Regions from separate parts of the Urocitellus parryii genome. Here region 1 is linked to region 2. Evidence: chromatin contacts called from public Hi-C data. All regions are on one chromosome and are shown on one strand. Each heading gives the region's core, a stretch centred on a gene start, on an enhancer-like site or on the middle of the called end of the contact. The rest is flanking DNA. Distances are from core to core; before and after follow the strand shown. Region 1 holds the start of Suds3 (SIN3A corepressor complex component SDS3). Region 2 holds the start of Rpl6 (ribosomal protein L6).

Region 1 (3,998 bases), core at 313-2,812, 470 kb before region 2:
CGTTCTCAGAACAAGCAAATGGCTGGAGTATCTACATAATTTTCACAGCCCCTTATACTTTCAAGGAGGAAAAAAATAAATAAAATTTAGCTTCATCACTCCCCCTGGTGGGTATTAAAAGCATTACATGTATTTCACATTATAAATCTCTGGTTCAGTCTTGCCTTGGGATGTGGTTAAACTAAATGTAAGTTTCTTCAACTTTATTTTCCCTATATGCAGCTGCCTTTGAGAGGCTGTTGCAGATCCAATTCTCCACTAACTCTTCTCCCTTCCTTCAGCGGAAGAGACCTTCACCTGTCATGTGCCAGCCTGCCACATTATTTGGCACTGGGGAGACTGAGATGATTAAAACAGACTTCATTCCAGACAGCTGGTCTAGCTCTTGCTTTTACGGCCCTATTTTGTGCCAGAATATTCCACCGGTTCATCAGTCTCTATCACCTCTTTCTTGCTTGCCCTTTTTACATTTCTTCACCTTTCTCCTCCTGCAGACAGTTTCCTTCCTCAATGCCTCCAAAACAGTTTTGCTCACACTTGCCAATAGGTAAAGCCCAATTTGAAAAGCAAGGCTGAGAGGCAGTAAATGATAATATAAAGAGCATGGAACCGAAAATATGTCTGGGCGCCATAAAGTAAATCCCTACCTCCTCCTGTGCCTGTTTTTCCAGTGGTGACCGGCCAAGTACTTGATGCACGTTATCTCATTTAATCCTCACACCTTCCCTAAGAAAGGGGACGACTTGGGACACCATTGCAGTTGGTTCAAGTTGTCTACGGTTACGAAGCTGGTTTAAATGACAGCCAAATTCAAACCTAGGCTAGCTGGTTGCAGGTCCCGTCCTTTTAACCTGTATTCTCTATCGCGCGCTGTACCGCGTAAATGAAGCTCATTTAAGCATTTCAGGGGACTTGGGACCGAAGAAGCCAAACTGGCCTCCACTCTGATCCTCGGGGCGGGCGGGGGGAGTACTACTCAAGGAACTCAGTGGATGACTTTCCCATTCCAACCCGCGAAGACTCTGAGGTTCAACGGTTGGGCTGGGGGGTGGGGGGTGGGGGGCTTGTCTTAAAGGGACCAGCAGCTCTCACTACCTCCAGCCCCCTCCTCCCTTGACTGGAGGGTACGAAGCACCCGGGCTGCCCCGTCCCCCCAGAGCGGCCCCTCCAGCCAGCCCCAAGCCCCGGAGGCCGCCCCGCCCCTCTCCCGTGCAGCCCCACCCCAGCCCACCGCCGTCGGGCGACCTAGAGGACGCACCTTCGTCAGACTCGCGGCCCCGACAGCTGCGCTCGTCGTCCTCGGCGCTCTCCAGCTCCTCGTCCTCCTCCGGGTAGTACTCCGGGGCCGGCGGCGCTCCAGCCGGGGCCGGAGCCGGAGCCAACAGCCCCGCAGCACTCATGTCGTCTTTAGCCGCCGCTGAGCGTGCCCCCGGGAGATCACAGCCACCGGCTCTGGGGACTCGACGCCTGCCTAGCAGCGCCGGAGGGAACCCCTAACCTGAGGAGCTAGAGCCCCAGCGACCCCTTCCCCGTCTGCGCCGAGCTCCGCCCCCCGCGCCCGCGCTCGGCAACGGGGGCCTCGCGCCGCAGGCGACTTCCGGGTCGCGAGCTGCCCGAAGACGGCCTGACTCCGCCATCCTTGAGAGGGTGGGGAGGACCCCGGACGCCCTTTTTGCGGGAATCCCAGCCCTTTCCTCGCCGACTTAAAATCATCAACAGGCAGTGGAGGAGGGGCGGAGGCCGGCTCCCTGGAGTTAGGCAAATATACGGACAGCCCTACCCGCAGCCAGGACCCCGAGTCTCCAACGAGACTTCCGGAAACAGCCGCCAGGCGGCGCCCGGAGCCAAACCTAAAACGAGGATAGTAAGCGACCTGAGGGGCGGAAGGTTTGCCCCGCCTTGGGCAGGTGGAAGTGGACTCTGATTTTAGCAGGTGAACAACATGCATATCCTCTTAATAAGTCAGGAATCTGGACGGCCAGAGTAGGCGTTGTCTTGCAGGGGGAGTGGTGGGGGAGCCTGGCTCCTCCCCTAGATGAAGAACTGAAATAAAGACAAGGATGCTGATATTCGGTCCTGGGTCCGCAAAACCCTACTTTCCCAGTCCTTGGGAATCCTTTCTGTTGCACAGCTGGACTCCACACGGTCTTTTCCTGATTTTACGAATGGCGAGAAGAGCTGTCATTTGTCTAAGGGGAAGAAAATGGCAGCGTCCAGTGTGCTTGATTTATAAAGACCACCAGACCCATGCTTCTGCCTCATGTTTCCTTGAACATTAATTTTTAGAAACCGTTTTTGCACCAGTCCAGTAGCTTACTAACCGACTCTCAACTGAATGAGCAGAGCATTTGCCTACAGGAAGCAATTTGGCTAAAACTCGGGGGTAAAAAGCTGAGTATCTGCATGAGTTAATTTGTGTGATTCCCTCTGACTAGAAAGGGAAGACAGTGTAACAGATTTTGCTTAGCAAACGAATTTAGGGTATCCCTTTTGCGGAGAACAGCGTGGTCTAGTTGTTTGTAACAAGAAACAAAAATAAAAAAAAGTGCCCAGAGGTGTTTAATGGTCTGTCCAAAGTAACCTCATTCTATTTTAGATACAAGTCTTCGTAGAAAAAGTAATAAGTAATAAAACCAAACATAGATGTGAAAACCAGGGTGGAGCCTAACACAGCATTCTGATACTTAGAACCCATGTGATCACAATTTATCTCTAAATTGGCCCCCAGAGCCTTCTAAAAATGTATAATTTTATTCTCCTACCATTTATTTTGATGTTTCTTATTTACTACCTTGTTTTAATTAAAATCTTGGCTCTCTCTGTAAGGGATAATTCCTCCCAACAAAACACAAAAATTTGCAGAATGGAATGCTGAGATGTCTTTCCAGGAGTTCAGCAATCTTCTGAAGGTCCTTCTCAATAAGAGGCATTCTCAGCTCACTGTAGGTCCGCTGTCTATATTTAAACTAGAATTTCAGGATTGTCTCTTGTCCAAAAGATGAAGTCATTTTCCTTCTCTTTTTTTTTTTTTTTTTTTCCTTTTTCTCTCAGAGTTTTAGCCAAATTTTTTGGATCACATCTAAATTATTTGTAATCAACTACATGGAGCAAATAGAGTTCATATCAGTAACAATATTCATAAAGCAAAAAAGGACCACCATGTTAGAAATCAGAGTTCATTGATATAATGAATCAGAAAATAGTTGATTTCATTGTTGAATGTTGACTTTTTTTTTTTTTAAGAGAGAGTGAAGAGAGGATAGAGAGAGAATTTTTTTTAATATTTATTTTTTAGTTTTCGGCGGACACAACATCTTTGTTTGTATGTGGTGCTAAGGATCCAACCTGGGCCCCACGCATGCCAGGCACACCACCGATTGAGCCACATCCCCAGCCCTTTGACTGTTTTTTTTTTTTTTTCCTTCCAGTCAGGTGCAGTGGTACATGCCTATAATTCCAGTGACTTGGGCGGCTGAGGCTGGAGGATTGCGAGTTCAAAGCCAGCCTCAGCAACTTAAGAGGCCCTAAGCAACTAAGTTCATGAGACCTTGTCTCAAAATAAAAAATAAAAAGGGCTGGGGATTTAGTTCAGTGGTAGAGTGCTGCTGGGTTCAATCCCCAGCTGGGGGGTGGGGGGCGGAGAGAGAGACAGGGGTTTTTGTCTTGTTTTTTGTCCAGAGAGAGACTGGGGTTTTGTCTTGTGTTTTGTCTTCTTGGTTGCAAACAGCATCTGTTAATGGTCATGCATTTTTTTATATGTAATGCAAAGACACAACTAAACTCTTGGGTGGTGAACATTTACCCCATTTTTTCTATTCAGTCTTTCCAGCTGAGAAACTGATGGGATGAGCTCTTAACTAATAAATGCTCTTTGGTGAAGGGAGAACCTACTCAAAAAAAAATTCATGGCTTTAGTCTTACCCATCCTTCATGGTGGTTTAATATGATTTTGTTCAGTCTTTATGCCTGTAAAAATCAAGTTATGTCAAAATCAAGTT
Region 2 (3,895 bases), core at 949-3,448:
CTAGGCTAGAGACAGTTCATGGACTCCACTTACTTAAGTAAACCATTAGATCAGAAGAGCCAAATCTGGTATCATGAAAACATAGCTAATCTTTTTCCTTGTTTGAAACTCAAATGCTTTAGTTACATCCTTCTCTTTTCATCTTCCAAAACAGACTTTAAATTTAGAAAAGCTCACATCTTCTCTGTACAAAGCATATGATTTAACACAGGAGTTGAGTGTTCAAGAAAAGAAAACTGCAAGCAGGTCACCTATTTAGACTTTGGAAACAGAGATGCCTGGCAAGCTACCCTACACAGCTGTAAGGGAGCCATTCTCACACAAGCTTTTTCACCTCTTCAGGGTCACTGACCTCTAACACAAACTCCTTCAGAAAGCATTTCAGACATACTCTACTATATTTTATATGTACCAAGAGGGGGCAAACCCAAATAACAAAAAAAATGGGAGATGCAGCTTGTTTTCTAGTTGAAATCAAGTATAACATCCTCATGGCAACAGGTCTCACTCCTCTTTTATTCACAAAGGAATCCAGGGCTTTCTTTGTGCATGTTATTCAAGAGCCCAACCACTGAGCTACAACTCCAGTATAAGTAACTTATTTCATGCAGTCTCACTTTCACTATACACCTATCAGAAACAAAGCTCAGCTTACATCAGATGTAGTAAATGTTTTGAAGACAACTTTGCAAAACCAGAACCTTTATCTTCAACTAGCAATCCTCTGGTAAGCAGGAGCTTATGTGTTATTTAAGTGCACAAGAACATAGTTAAATTTTCAGCTTCAATCTAAAAATCCCATTTCACAGCCTCCCCCAAATCTCACCATTTTGCGAAGCTTAACCACCCTGGTACCACCATTCTTGTCACCACCGACTGGTTTTGTAACAGTAGCAAGAACCTTCTCCTTCTTCTTCTTCTCAACCTACAAAGACAAATGCATCAAAAAGTCAAAGACAGAGAATGAACGCATACTCTGCAGACATAATGGTTATTGGTTTTCTTCTTTCCATACCTTGGACTTAGCAGCAGTGTACTTCCTCTTATACATGGCCTTTCGGGAGTACATGGCAGATCGGGAGTATCTGCCAATTCCTCTAACGAGGACAGGGTTCCGGCTGCAGTGGGGCTTTCCTTTCTTGGGTTTCTTATCCGTAGAGTCTTCCTTTTTATCCTTGCCAACAGCATCAGCCTTCTTGGCTCCAGGTTTCTTCTCCTTAGTGTCTGGCTTCTCAGCCTTTTCACCCGCCATCTACCAAAAAAAAAAAAAAAAAAAAAAAAAAAAAAAAAAGACATTTCATCAATCACCCCAAAACAAGGCAATATTAAAACTGCACACAGAGATGGGCTGGGCTTCCCTTCTACAAGCCTTCCCCCTTAAGATATTGGCTTTCTTCCCCAACTCCACACTAACCCATATTAGGGTCCCCCTGCCAACAGACTAAACTTTTGAGAATTTGCAAATCTCTTACACCCGTTGGATTTTTGCTAAATATCCGGCGAGACCTACTTTAGTATTACTGTTTTACAAACTTAAAAACTTAGGAGAGTCTTCAACAAAATTTGCAAAGTTCGGAAGCGGCGAGTACAGAGCTTGAAATCGTTTGCTTTCAAAAATCTTTGCTCCCAAGTCTTAAGACCACTAGCTCAATTCAACAAATTCGGTTTAGGGAAATGACAGCCCAAACTCGGGTCATTCCCGAAGACACAGGCTCCACGACTAAGAAGCAACTTCCGGTCAGGGACGTGGGGGAAGACGCGGGAGCAACCGGCTTCAGCCTCAAACCTCAACGTGGCTGAGACTAGTTGAGCAGCGTATTTTGTGACCAGGGCTCAGAACGCCGGAGCACACGCTGTTGCCCCGTCCCTCTGGCCCCACCAGCTCGCTCCGGCAGCCCACAGGGACCCCGGTTCCCCAGCCCCAGAGCGTGGGGAACAGCCGGAGCCTCCACCGCATTCCACCTCACTCTTCACTCCCCGCCGCCAATCCAGGTCAAAGAAATAAAGCGTCTGGAAGGCCTCTCAGTTGACCCTGAGCATGCTCGACCCCTGTAGGTGTCGACTTAACGTCCTTGGGTTTCGGATGGCGAAGGATTGAGGTCTTGAAATTCAGTCTTTCCAAGAGAGCCGCCTTCCTTACCTTGCAAGATGGGAAAGAGAACTAAGTACCGGGCTTCCGGTCTATATGCAATGACGGGAAGCGGTCTCCTCTCACTTCCTTCCTGTACTAAGGCATCATGGGAAATGTAGTTTCTCCTGCATCTTGGGATATGTAGTAAGTCCTATACAGGGAATTATTTTTTTCTATTAAGAAGTGTAGGTGGTCCGGAGGCTGAGACAGGAGATCTCAAGCTCAAAGCTAGCCTCAATAAGAGCCAGGCGCTAAGCAACTCAGTGATACCCTGTCTCTAAATAAAATAAAAAAAATAGGGCTGGGGATGTGGCTCAGTGGCAGAGTGCTTGCCTAGCAATGTGAGGTACTGGGTCCGATCCTCAGCACCACATAAAAATAAACAAAGACTTTCTGTCCATCTACAACAATAACAACAAAAAATTAAGTGAAGGTAAGAGCTTTTTGACTTATAGTGTTTCATTTCAAAGCCAATCAATTATTTTTAAATTTTAAGAATTACTGACATGAGTGGGCTGGATCTGTAGCTCAATGCCTGAGCGCATGCGTGAGACTCTGGGTTCGCTCCTTAGCACCTCATTAAAATAAACAAAATAAAGGTATGCTGTCCGTTTACAACTACAGAAAAGTTAAAAAGAAAAAAAAATATTACTGACTTGCTTTTAATTAAGTTTTATCCAAGCCTATTTTAGATTTTATTTAGAGACAGGGTCTCACTGAGCTGCTTAGTGCTTCGCCATTCTCCTGTCTCAGCCTCCCTAGCGGCTGGGATCACAAGCCTGCACCACGATGCCAACTGACCCTTTAACTTTTAAACGTGGAAATCAACCAGGTGAGGATGTAGTGAAAATAATTTTTCAACACTTTTTTTTTTTTGGTATCAGTGATTGAACCCAGGAGCTGGACACCACTAAACACTGAACACCACATCCACAGCCTATTTTGTACTTTATTTTTAATTTTTTAAAAAAATATTTTTTTAGTTGTCAGTGGATCTTTTATTTTATTTATGTATATGTGGTGCTGAGGATCAAACCCAGGGCCTCATGCAAGTGAGGCCAGGCAAGTGCTTTATCACAGAGCCACAACTCCCTCCCCCTTTTTAATTTTTTTTTTTTTTTTTTTTTTTTTTGAGACAGGGTCTTGCTAAATTGCTGAGACTGACTTTGAACTTGTTGTCTTCTTACCTCAGCCTTCCAAGCCACCAGCATTACAGGTGTTTGCCACCACTCCTGGCTTCTCAACACTTCTATATAAACTAAAATCCAAGTTCTTTGTAGTAAAACTGACTCTTAATTTTAAAAAGTTTTTTTTTTTTTTTTTTGGTATTGGGGATTGAGCTCAGGGGCACTTTATCACTGAGCCACTTCCCCAGCTGTTTTGTTTGTTTGATTTGAGACAGGGTCTCACTAAATTGCCTAGGACTTTGCTAAATTGCTGAGTCTGGCCTCAAACTTGTGATCCTATTGCCTTAGCCTCCCAAGTTGCTGGGATGACAGGTGTGCACCATTGCACCCAGCTACAAGGTTACTTCTGAGTTTGAAAAATTTTCTCTCCGATTTCCTTTGTATGCCTCCATTCAATCTTGGCTGCCACACTCAGATAAGAAAGTTCTGGAACACTTTTTTTTTTTTTTTAAGCCTCTGTACTGGAAGCCTTAACATCAGACAATCAGTGCTCCAGGTCTGTCAAAAAAGTGCACAGACCATTAAAATTCTCAAAGTACTACTAGGAACCAACATAAGGTTACAACTTTTTGTTTTG

Evidence for each region. A called contact is a pair of places that touch in the nucleus more often than the background predicts.
Region 1: a Hi-C map of muscle shows a contact between it and region 2, with 7 times the contacts expected there. The contact joins the promoter of Suds3 here to the promoter of Rpl6 in region 2. A contact is called at or near these places in 2 of 2 Hi-C or Micro-C datasets (liver and muscle).

The regions. Positions count from the first base shown.
Region 1 is chr3:144,016,528-144,020,525 of mUroPar1.hap1, reverse strand. Suds3 (SIN3A corepressor complex component SDS3) reads right to left here and starts at 1,562. Exons shown (of 12, transcript XM_026403407.2): 1 at 1,259-1,562. The coding sequence starts at 1,400.
Region 2 is chr3:143,543,015-143,546,909 of mUroPar1.hap1, reverse strand. Rpl6 (ribosomal protein L6) reads right to left here and starts at 2,198. Exons shown (of 7, transcript XM_026412067.1): 1 at 2,141-2,198; 2 at 1,016-1,252; 3 at 827-925; 4 at 1-5. The coding sequence starts at 1,252.